2 separate regions of the Rattus norvegicus genome follow, and region 1 is linked to region 2. Evidence: chromatin contacts called from public Hi-C data. All regions are on one chromosome and are shown on one strand. The core of a region is the stretch at or near the end of the contact, and the rest is flanking DNA. Distances in the headings are between cores, read along the strand shown.

Region 1 (5,621 bases), core at 3,073-5,572, 190 kb after region 2:
CCCTCGTTACCCCAGAGAGGAAGGACAGGTCTCGCTTGGGTCACTGTCAGTGTCCTGGCATTCAGAGCAATCTGTGCACCTTGGCTTTGCCTGGGTTCCTGGCTTCAGCTCACTCTGTGAGGCCCTCAGGGCTAGAGCAGGCCCTCCATGTTCTCAGCAGGGGATCTGGCAGAGGAGAAGTTGCCTGAGCCAGAGTTCTCCAGCCTACAAACCTAAATGGTCCAGGGACCTGAAAGCATTCTTTGCAAAATTGAGCAAGTGTCTGGCTCTCCCCCTCTTTCTAGCCAGACAACCTTGGGCAGCCCTAACCCCTCCATAGTGTTCTTCAGGGGAGATGCTGGGAGAAAGGATGAAAATGTGTCCCAGTAAACCACCCTTGGGAAAGGAATGGAGGGTCAGAACGCACTAGTGTAGACAGGGGAGTCAGGGCACACTGTGGAACTTTCCAGAGATGTTCATCAAAGCTGAACATGTCCTTTCTGTTTGGCTAATGGTAAGAATGCACAAAGTCATTGTCACTAAACTCTGACCTGATGTGCCTTTCTTTGTTCTTTCACTTTCTGGTTATCTGGTGTTTTTCACTTCTACCTGTGGCCGAACGCTTGCAGTCCTTGGCTTTCTGCGTGTGCCTTGTCCATGCAGTGACATCGACTCCCATCTGCTGTCCCGAAATGACACGATTTCTTTCTGTCATTTGGCTGGATGAACCGCCACTGTATACATGTAACCCGTTTTCTTTATCCATTCATCTGGTGACAGATGCCGAGGCTGATTCCACAGCGTGGCTCTCGTGAAGAGCCTCATGGTCTTTTCATTAATATAAAAAGCACTAAACTGGGCATAGCGATGCTCATGGTCAGGCCAGCACTCTGTGGGCCGAGGCAGGAGGATTGGGAGTTCAAAGTCACCTCTGACTACATTCAGAAAACACTATCTCTGTGTACCATATGGGTAGAAAAAATGTAAAGGTGTTAACTGCATAAAATTCAGTGAATCAGGAGAGCATATGGAGGACAGAAATCCTCTGTAATATTCCCACTTAGTAAGCCCATTTTATTTCCTTCTGATATTTCACCCATACATATGAGTGTTTGTATGTATGTATGTATGTATGTATGCGTGTGTGCGTGTGTGTGTGTGTGTGTGTGTGTGTGTGTGTGTGTGTGTGTGTACTTAAGATTAGACTGTATTCTCATCATTACATCTCACTTATTGTTAACTTGGAAGCCACCCGGAGGGACATGAGATTTCCAGACATGTGTCTTTTCAAATGGAAAATGTTCGTCCTCTGTTATTAAATAAGGAAGCGGCGGCTTCCTCACCTCATCTTTTGTGTGAGCCGCAGGACATGTTCAGCTCAGGCCTCTTCCGAGTCTCTCTCTGTGCCGAGCCTCTTTCTTCAGGCTAATTTTTCTTGTTTGCATTTTCAGGTTTTTCTCTCGTGGAGCGCGTTACCTTTGGTCTTAGTTGCGGAAACTGAAATAGCCCAAGAACTCTTTTGAAGTGTAAACTAGTCCATCCTTCCTTCCTTCTTTCCTTCCTGAGACCTAGTGTCCTGTATCCTAAGCTGTCACTGGACTCACTCTGTGGCTGGAGAGGGCCTTGAACTTTTGATCCTCCTGCCTCCGAGATTGGGATAGCAGGTGCATGGCACTCTGTCCTACTTTTATTCCACGATGATGCTGGGGTTCCGCATATGAGGCAGGCACCCCACCAACTGAGCGTCTCCTCAGACCGCAGGTGGCGGGAACTTTTGTGAGCAATTTCTCTCTCTTCATTTTCTTCAAATTCCTTGAGTAGAATCTTAGGCCTAGTGTTTCTGTAAGGTCATATGCTTTGTAATTTAATTATCTTCATCCCTGGAAATGTTTTTGAAGGTTTCTGGTTTTGTTGGGGTTTTGTTTGTTTTCTTTGTTTTGTTTTGGGACCAGTACTATGGCCAACCTGAGCTACAGAATAAGACCTTGTCTCAAGAAAAGTTATTTAAAAGTAAAACTTAGGGGCTGGAGAGATGACTCAGTAGTTAAGAGCACCCGACTGCTCTTCCAGAGGTCCTGAGTTCAATTCCCAGCAACCACATGGTGGCTCACAACCATCTGTAAAGAGATCCGATGCCCTCTTCTGGTGTGTCTGCAGACAGCTACAGTGTACTTGTATAGAACAGATGAATAAATCTTTAAAAAACAAAAAAAGTAAAACTTAGAGCATTTACAGTTCTTCTGTTTAGAAGTATTTACAAAATAATTTTGTTATAAAAAAATTTACAGTCCCCATCTTGGAAATCTCACTTGTGTGGCTCAAATGTTTTCTTACTAAAAAAAAAAACAAAAAACAAAAAAAACCCCCTAAATACCTTGATTATAGTATCATGGATGATAATCCAAATGTATGGCTAGAAGAGAGGGGGAAACGCCATCTTCAGTCATGTAGGCTAAAATTAGTTTTGCCTTGAATAATGAGGCTATGGACCAAAATAATTTAGTTTGGCTTGAAGATGGACACAATTGGTTTATAAAGACTATTCCAACCAGATGTCAGGGGCTTTGGTAACCATAATTGCAAAGAAGACAGAAGGAAACAGGGTAAATTCTTATTTTATTCCTTGAAACAGTGGGGAGTCAACATCCCAGCCTCCTGACTCTGCAAGCGAGTGTCTGCTCTACTGTAGTGCAGCCGCTTTGGGAAGGGCTGCAAATAAGTCAGCAACCTCGGCTTCACCTGCACCTTCTGGCCTTTTAATGAGCGAACAGGGAAGTATCTAATCACAGCAAAGACAAAACAAGGGAAGTCTCCGAAGCGTGGCCCTTCGCCTTCCGTTCAGGGGGAGGGAGATCACTGCCCACTGTGGAGATACAAGACAGGATGTGAGACAGGCACAGCCCTAGAGCTGAGCCTCAGAGAGGAGTTGTAGGAACTCGACAGGTAGAGATGGCTGGAGCACACCAGAGCTAAAGGGAATACAAAACTGTAGGAGGTGGTCAACAAAAGGCAAGTGGGCTCGGCCTTAACCAGCTTCTCTTTGCATTGTCAATGGGGTGAAGTGGGCAGAGGCTTAGAACTGGACAGAGTACTGGTAATAAGTGTCCGTTGAGTGCTCGATCCTAACCAGGACACCTGTACCAACCTCTCCAAGGCCCAGGGAACGTTGTGGAAGAGAGAGCAGAAAGAATGACTGAGCCAGAGGATGGCTGTGGAAAGATGTTTTCAGGACAGGACGTTGCACTCATGAACTTACAGCAGCAGAAGCAACCTGAACAAGACCTACTTGGGACTGAGCCCATAAATATCCTATCAGGGAACAGGGAGGGGCTTCATGACGCCCCGCCTCTCCCCAAGGAGCCCTAAATGATTATTCTGGAGTTGTTTTTCTTCATATATGGAAGTTGCCCATGTTCCAGTAACTTACTGTGTAGACCAGGCTAGCCTCCCAAGTGCCAGGATAAAAGGTGTGAGCCACCATGCCTGGCTCCAAAAAAAGAAAAAATAATTAAAAAGTGAAAAAAGCAAGCAGACCCATTTGAGTGAAATGGGAAAAGCAGTGAGAAATCCTGGATTGAAATGTTGAGGATGGTGACCATGCTCAGGCGATAGGCAGGGGTGCCTGGGCTTCATTTAGTTTTATTCTAAATTTACATTCCCTGAACCTAGATTATGCTGGGGAACCAGAGTGTAGATTCCTGGCTGCACTCTAAGTTGGACAGGGGAGAGTGTCTATGCTGCCTAGTTTTAATGGTCAATGTGGCACAACCGAGAACCATATGAGAAGTGTGTTTCAACTGATGACTCTGTCACGTGTCTCTACGAGACCTGCAGCCATCAAGGTAACCCCATGAGCAACCAGGGCTGGAGGGCCAAGGAAGTGAGTGATCTGGTCTTGGGGGACTTCCTTCCTGAAGGGACTTGAGCTGTTTCATCTCTGTGCATGAGGCAAATGCCGCCTTTTGTCCCTGTTGACTTCCTTAGGGGTCAGACATGAGACTGGTGGAGGTGACAAGAGACCCTCCGAGTGGCAGAACCTTCTCTCCCCTGTAAGAGGACAGACTCGTTTATAGTGTTGAGCTCTCCCCAACTCTTAACAGTAATGTTCCCTTACACACATAGACAAAATACTCTGGTCTGCAACAGACCCTCTGCAAAGAGGTCCCCACTCATATGACCATGGATGGGCAGATCCCATCTGGAGATGCTGAATTTAATTTCATTTATTTCCAAAGGAAACAACAAAGACATACACATGATACAAAATTCTAGTGTGAAGCTTCCCTGCTGTGTACCCAAGTGCATTGCTCTGTAAATATCTACCTGTCTGTGTGCCAAGCTTGTCAGTCAGAACGGAACTATATCTCTTACACATGCTGTCCAGCACCTTGCCTCCTTAACTATCGGAGGATCTAACAGTTTGCTATGTTCTGTGTCATTATAAAAACATTATCCCCTTAAACTGTGTAGAAATAAGAACATAAAAACTCTGCTCAGCCAAATGTTTCTAAACCCACATCAGGGAATATGCGACGTGAAATCTGGATTGTCTGGTCACGTCCTTAAAATGTTAGGGCAGCCAAAGGATCTCTAAATCCAGGTTGGCAGAGCCTCCCAAAGCTGGCTTCCTCACAGATCCCAGCTCCTGTTGGCTTCTGTCACAGGCTTGTCTTGGCATCCTCAATTTGGAGGTCCCCTTTACGCCTTTTTGTAGGGTAGATGTTGTCCCATAGTTCTTTCCCATTGCCGAGCTTACTGGACACAGCAAGCTCTATTCCTAATGGATCCGACTGAAACACGTGTTCACCCCCATTTCGGTCACAGAGAAACTTGAGCAGGACAAACACCACCTACCGGGCTGTCCCTGTGTCCTGAGTTGCCAGCTGAACTGTGGGAGTGAGTTCTTGGTAAACAAGAGGGTCGTTGAACAGCCTTGAGAACCGTCTGTGCTCCTGACCGCTCCACACAAACCCAAGTGCTTGGAGATTGGTAGACTCTGTGTCTCTTCAGTAGTCACTGTGAAAGTTATTTCTGCTTCTTCTCAGGTACTAACAGGTCAGCGTTGGCAGCTTTAGTCTTCACTAAAGGGTCTCTTCTCACTAAAGCAGCCAAAGCAGGCTCCATCTGGGTATGTCCCCAGAGGGGCTGAATGTAGTCAGCAGAAAGCTCTGCTCTGTCGTCCTTGCCCCAACAGCCCAGGCCCACCTTGCCTTTTGAAACTGCTTGGAGCATCCTCTTGTCACAGCTCTGTCCCATGGTGTAACTATACCACAGTTTAACGCAATGCTACTCCTAGAGGGGGACTTGGTGAGTTCCAGTATCTTGCCATCACCTGCCACATCGCTGTGAAGAACATGACAACCTCGATTCAACTGTGGGCAGTTACAGCCCCTGGGCCAGGTCCCTGGGTGACGCTGCTAGTTGGAAGATAAATGTGTACCTTTAAAAGCAACTGGCAAGTTTCTGCCCCACAAAGCCTGCAGCATTTTGCACACAGATGAGTGGAAGATGGCTTCATCAACAGCTTTAATTTTCCTTTTGGTTTCTTGAATCAGAGTCTCACAAACTGGCCTGCAACTCGCCATCCTCCTGCCCCCACTTCCAAAATGCTGAGACCCCATACACACACCATCGTGCATTCA
Region 2 (5,250 bases), core at 1,331-3,830:
CTCAAAACAACGTCTGTGCAAAACTTCCAGATTTATATATTCAAAAGTAAATTATTTTTTTAGTGAACTTGGGGGAGCGGGGTGCCACGGGAAAGGGGGAAGCTTATAGTTTATACTTTGAATAAATAGCTTTCACTGTCTTCCAGGTGGGGGCAACAGTCAGTCAGTTTTGAGAGGTCAGGCTCTTTAAGCTCCCTGAGTCGAGTCCGGTTACAGAAGATGAAAATGACTGCCTGCCAGTAACACTGTGAATAAAACAACCGCAAGCCTCCAAGAGATGGGACTTCTGGGCTTGGCTCCAGGCACCAGGCGGAAAGCAACGGATCACCACCGAGTGCGCGCTTCAGGGAGACCAGAGACAGCCCGGGACGCGCACGCGCGCTGAGCACCTGCCCAGTTCCGCGCAGACGCCGGCTACGGCAAGGTCTAGCCTGCGGCTCAACTCCAGGCGCGTGGATCCCGACTGTTTGTTTATCAGTCTGTCCTCCCAGGATCTCTGAGACGCAGGAAGATCCTTTGCTTTTACACCTTATTCATTTTTCCTTTAAGAGATTCAAGTCCATTCACAACTGTGGCGGACAAGTGCGCGCGCGCTACCCTAAACGAGCGCCCAAGTCCTAGGCGCCAGGAATCCGCTTTCTGCACATCTGCAGGCTATGGGGCAGGGACAGCCACATACTTTGGTCAAGGTGGGAGTGACGCATAAAGGAGATCCCACACACACCAGCATCCCACTCTCTTCTGTTTCCCTCTCTCGCTCAAGGTAAGGGAAACAGGGAACAAAAAGAGAAGAGAAAGGAAACTGAGACTCCGCAGTGGTTCGTTGGTTCGTGGTCACAGACGAAGCGGGGAGAAACCCCAGCTCACTGAGTCCAAAACCGGGTCCCCTGGGGATGCTCAGGGTAGACGATGCCCCGGGTGTGCCTTCCCGCTACGTATCGCTCCTCCGGGCACTGCCCAGAGTTGCGGCCGCCCGCGCCCTGGAGCCACTGCCGCCGCTTCCTGCGGAGCCCGCGGCGGTCCCATCGGGCCGGTACTTGAGCCAGCAGATGATCCAGGTAACTACCACCGAGAAGAGTGCCAGGATGCTAGCCACCGACAGGCAAATGGGTCCCACAGGCGAGGGCGATCCGGTAGCTGGGGCGGGGCCGGGGGACGAACCGCTGCTCGGGGGTCCCCCACCCCCGCCGCCGCCGCCACCGCCGCCGTAGTGGTTGACGAAGATGAGACCGGTGAACAGCAGCACCACCATGGAGAGGAACGAGAAGACTACGCACACGCAGCCGGCGGTGAGCGCCGCCCGCTTGCAGTTCTGACAGCTCTCGTAGGCGCCCGGGGCGCGGAGACCCGGGCGGCCCGGAGGTCCGGGGGCGGCGTCCTCAGCGGGTGGTGGCGCCGGCTGCGCCGGCTGCGGGGCGGGGACTGGCGGCGGGGCGGTGGGCGCGGGGCGGCGGGAGGCCAACGGCGGGAGGCGGTCTTGGGGCAGCGGATCGTGTGCGGCTCGCAGAGCCAGCGGGAAGGCCTCGGCAAGCTTGGTGTTGTTGGGCAGGCCGTGTACGCGGCTGTCCGGCAGCGGCGTGCGGTGGCGGCACACCGGGCACGCGATGGCGCCGGGCGGGCCGTGCCAGGGTGGCGGGCGGGGTGCGCGCTCAGGGACGGCGCTGGAAGCGGCGGCGGCGCGGAGCTGCAGCTGGCTCAAGCACTCCTGGCAGAAGGTGTGCAGGCATGCCAGCAGCTTGGGGGCGCGCCGGTCCGCGTCGAAGTAGTTGTAGCAGATTTTGCACTCGTAGTCCTCGAGCGGTGGGAGGCTGGGGGCGGTCGCCGTGGCGTCCCGGACTCCCGAGTCTCCGCCGTCGCGAGCTCCAGCCGCAGTACCCCCAACTCCGTTTCGGCTCCGGGGGCTGCTGCTCCTGCTTTGGGTGCTGCCGCCGCTGTCGTTCGCAGGCGCTGCCATGGCATGATACGCCCCTCATCGGGGGCTAGGTGAGGCACCGTCCTCCCCCTGAGCTGCAGCCCGGGCTCAGGGCGGGGAGGAGGCGCTTCTGCCTCCCCCCTCTGACTGCTGTCGCCTGGCAGGGGAGGTAACCGCTGGCTGCTGCGCCCCCGCCCGGCCTTCTGGTCCACCCACCCCACCCTACCCCACCCAACCCCACCCCACCCCAGTGCGGATGCTTTTAGTCCTTTCAGGTCCAGGGGGCCTGACTGAGGCACCCTTAATCTCCTCTACCTAAGTATCCTCACAGCTTTCTGTATCCGTTTATGTGGACTTAAAATTGGGGTTCAGGTGGGCTTGGAGGTGTTGCAGGAACGCATTTGGGGTGCAGCTGCGTTAGGCTGTTCCGTTTTGCTTCTACACACAGCCTCTAAAGATGGTGTGCTACTGGGACCTGCCTTTTCCTTTTTCCACTTCCTCAACATCACTCCTCCCACCCCTCCTTTTTATCTGATTCATCCTTCCTTGTCTGGGGCTAGGTCCCAGGAGAAGTCTCCTCTCCCCCTACCAGCAAGAGCTCACCGTGATGTAATGCAGGACCCGCGCAGGGAGGGGAAGCGGCGGCCTCGGCAGCCTGGCAGAGGCGGTTCCTTTCCCGACTGAAAATCGTGATCTCATGTCTCAGTCCAAGGGCGAAAGCCAATAATCCCTAAGCCATTTACGCTTTGCGCTTTTATTAGCAGGGCCCAGGCGGCGGTGCAGGGCTCATCCCAGAGTGGAAGCAGAGAAGGGCATTTCCCCCCCTTCGCCATTTGGAGGAAATTTGGGAACTGGATAATTCTCCCTTCTTCCTTGGCAGTGTTGCTTCTTGAGTTTAAGGAGAGAAGACAGATTGGGAGCAGAGTCCAGCTGTTTTCCTGGTGATGACCAACCACCGTAGATGCAGCTGTTTCTGTAACCAGGCCGTTACAGAGGCAGAAGGGAGAGAAAGTAGTTGGCAAGGAAGTTCACACACTGAAAAGCCCAGTTTAAACCCAGCTGCTAGCCTCGCCCACCGCCCTTTTCCGCGTCCCCACTTTAACTTTTATCATTCGGATGCAGAGAGCACAAAACTCTCGCCTAATTATGGAATAGAAGTTCAAACGGACAAATCAGCAAGATTAGCTCATACAGTAAGGTACAGGAGGGCTTGGGTACAGCCTGCGAGGTGATATTCAGATATCCTTAACCTCTCCTCCCCCCCCACCCCCCCCCCCGCCCCGCTTCAGATGCCCCCTCCCCGGCCTCAGGAAGGGGAAAATGGCCACTCACCTCCCCACTCGGTAAAGAAGCGGGACTTTGTAAGATTTTTTTCTCTTCTCTTTTCCTCCTCCTCCTTCCTCCTTCCTCCTTCCTCCTTCTTCCTCCTCCTTCCTCCCCCTTCCTCCTTCTTCCTCCTCCTTCCTCCTTCCTCCCTCTTCCTCCGTCTTCCTTCCTCTCTCTCTCCCTCCCTCTCCCCCTCCTCCTCTTCTTCCAGAGGGAAGAAGCACTGCACCTTCTGCCTGGAGTCTCCGAAGTTCACAAGGTGACGCGGGAAATAGCTCGGGGGTGGGGCGGGGGGGGGCCAACCTGAAACCCCTATGACTGGGAAGCATATTAAAGGTAGAAGACAGAAAGAACCCTGGAAAGAGCCAATAAGAGCTGGATGAGAGAGCTGGGAATACAGCTCAATTGGGAGAGTGCTGGCACAACCCCAATGGCATCTCCAACAAGCATTGGGGAGGTGGAGGCAGGAGATTAGAGATTCAAAGCATCATCAACTACATATGGAGTTTGGGGCCAACCTGGTCTACATGAGACTGTCTCCAAACACAAAACAAAACAAAACAAAAAATTGGGTTTCTAGGGGAATTCTAAAGGACTATAACATTTCTGGAGCATTTGAAAATAAGTATATTTTTATTCTATGTAAATAGTGAGTGTGGTATGCCTTGAAAATTTAAGGCCTTGAGTTAAACTTGTTTCAAAATGTTAACTTTCTAGTTTCAAGCTTTCTTATTATTATTTGGGGGCAATATTGTTTTTAAATATCTATGATGGGGACAGTAATGACAGATCAGGTCGATGGGACAAAAAGATTATTTCCTGGCCTTGAAAGGTTGCAGACTGACTCAAAGCTAACTGGAGCTTTAAATGTCTTCCTGCTTCTCACTGTGTCCCCTTGTAGCGTGTGTGTCTCACAGAGTTTCAAACCGGGATCTTCAAGCTCTGGTTAGTATGTGCTATGCTTGCAGTGCCGTTCAGAACGTGAAAGCTTGTCTTAGGGAGGTGCACAGAAGCAAGAGGGCTAATGTACATCTGTAAAGCCAGCTTCACACCGAAGTTACACAAGCCCTCATGTAAGATCCCTGAAGACCTGTGTATGTGCTTGGGCAAAGCACATAAGCTTTTGCAGTTAGAGCCTGCCGTGCAGTTAGAGCCTGCCGTGCATTTTCCCCTTACATCAGGCTTCTCACACCAGCACTGCTGACATTTTGAACTGGTTACTTTTTTTTTTAAAGATTTATTTATTATATACAAGTACACTGTAGCTGTCTTCAGACACACCAGAAGAGGACATTAGGCCTCATTACAGATCATTGTGAGCCACCATGCAGTTGCTGGGAATTGAACTCAGGATCTCTGGGTTCAATAACCCAGAGTGCTCTTAACCACTGAGCCATCTCTCCAGCCCCTGGATACGGTTTTTTTTATTGCAGGTACTGTTTTGTAGGTGGCCAGTGTGAAGTCATTGGCCATTACTCATCAGAAGTCAACAGAGAAGCATTCCAGTTGTGACAATCAAAACGATCTCCCTCCACCACCAGGACCAAATCATCCCTGGCTGTGGACCTTGGGACTTACACAAAGACCACAGATTTGCTCTACGTGAGCTCTGAACTAGATCTTCCAGCTCCTATCCAGTGTGAGCGAACAGTATTGTCAAGGTATTTATCAGATTGTCACCATGTTTCTTGTGTAGCTCATGGTGATTTAGGTCCCAAAGTATGGAACAGTCTTTGAAAGACACTGGTGTAACGTTGGCTCTTACTTTCTGTAAACAATTACAGGGCTTTGGTTAACAATGACAGAATTTACTGTGTTTGGATAGGGTTGTGTGCTTTTGTTAGTTTGTTTTTTGATTTGTTTTGGGCAGGTATCCCAAACTATAACTCAGGCTGGTCTGGAACTTACTAGTACCAAACACAGCAATCCTCCTGTTTCAGCCTCCCGGATATTAGAATCACAGGCACAAACTACTACTCCCACTTTGGATACCATTTTGATGGGAACACAGC

The links. Hi-C and Micro-C count contacts between places; a contact is called where the count stands out from the background.
Region 1: a contact with region 2 is called in a Hi-C map of psoas muscle, with 4 times the contacts expected there. The contact joins the enhancer-like site here to the promoter of LOC108351956 in region 2. A contact is called at or near these places in 5 of 12 Hi-C or Micro-C datasets (hepatocytes, kidney, liver and 1 more).

What each region holds. Positions count from the first base shown.
Region 1 is chr9:87,321,274-87,326,894 of GRCr8, forward strand. The region is part of intron 4 of Sgpp2 (sphingosine-1-phosphate phosphatase 2); the gene reads left to right. Among named protein-coding and RNA genes, the nearest start is that of Farsb, 71 kb to the right of the region's middle. Within about 2 kb of position 4,323, at least 2 of the 93 cell types and tissues checked have an H3K27ac peak or open chromatin away from gene starts, as enhancers often do.
Region 2 is chr9:87,130,615-87,135,864 of GRCr8, forward strand. LOC108351956 (RING finger protein 223-like) reads right to left here and starts at 2,581. Exons shown (of 1, transcript XM_039084659.2): 1 at 1-2,581. The coding sequence starts at 1,954. The coding sequence ends at 932.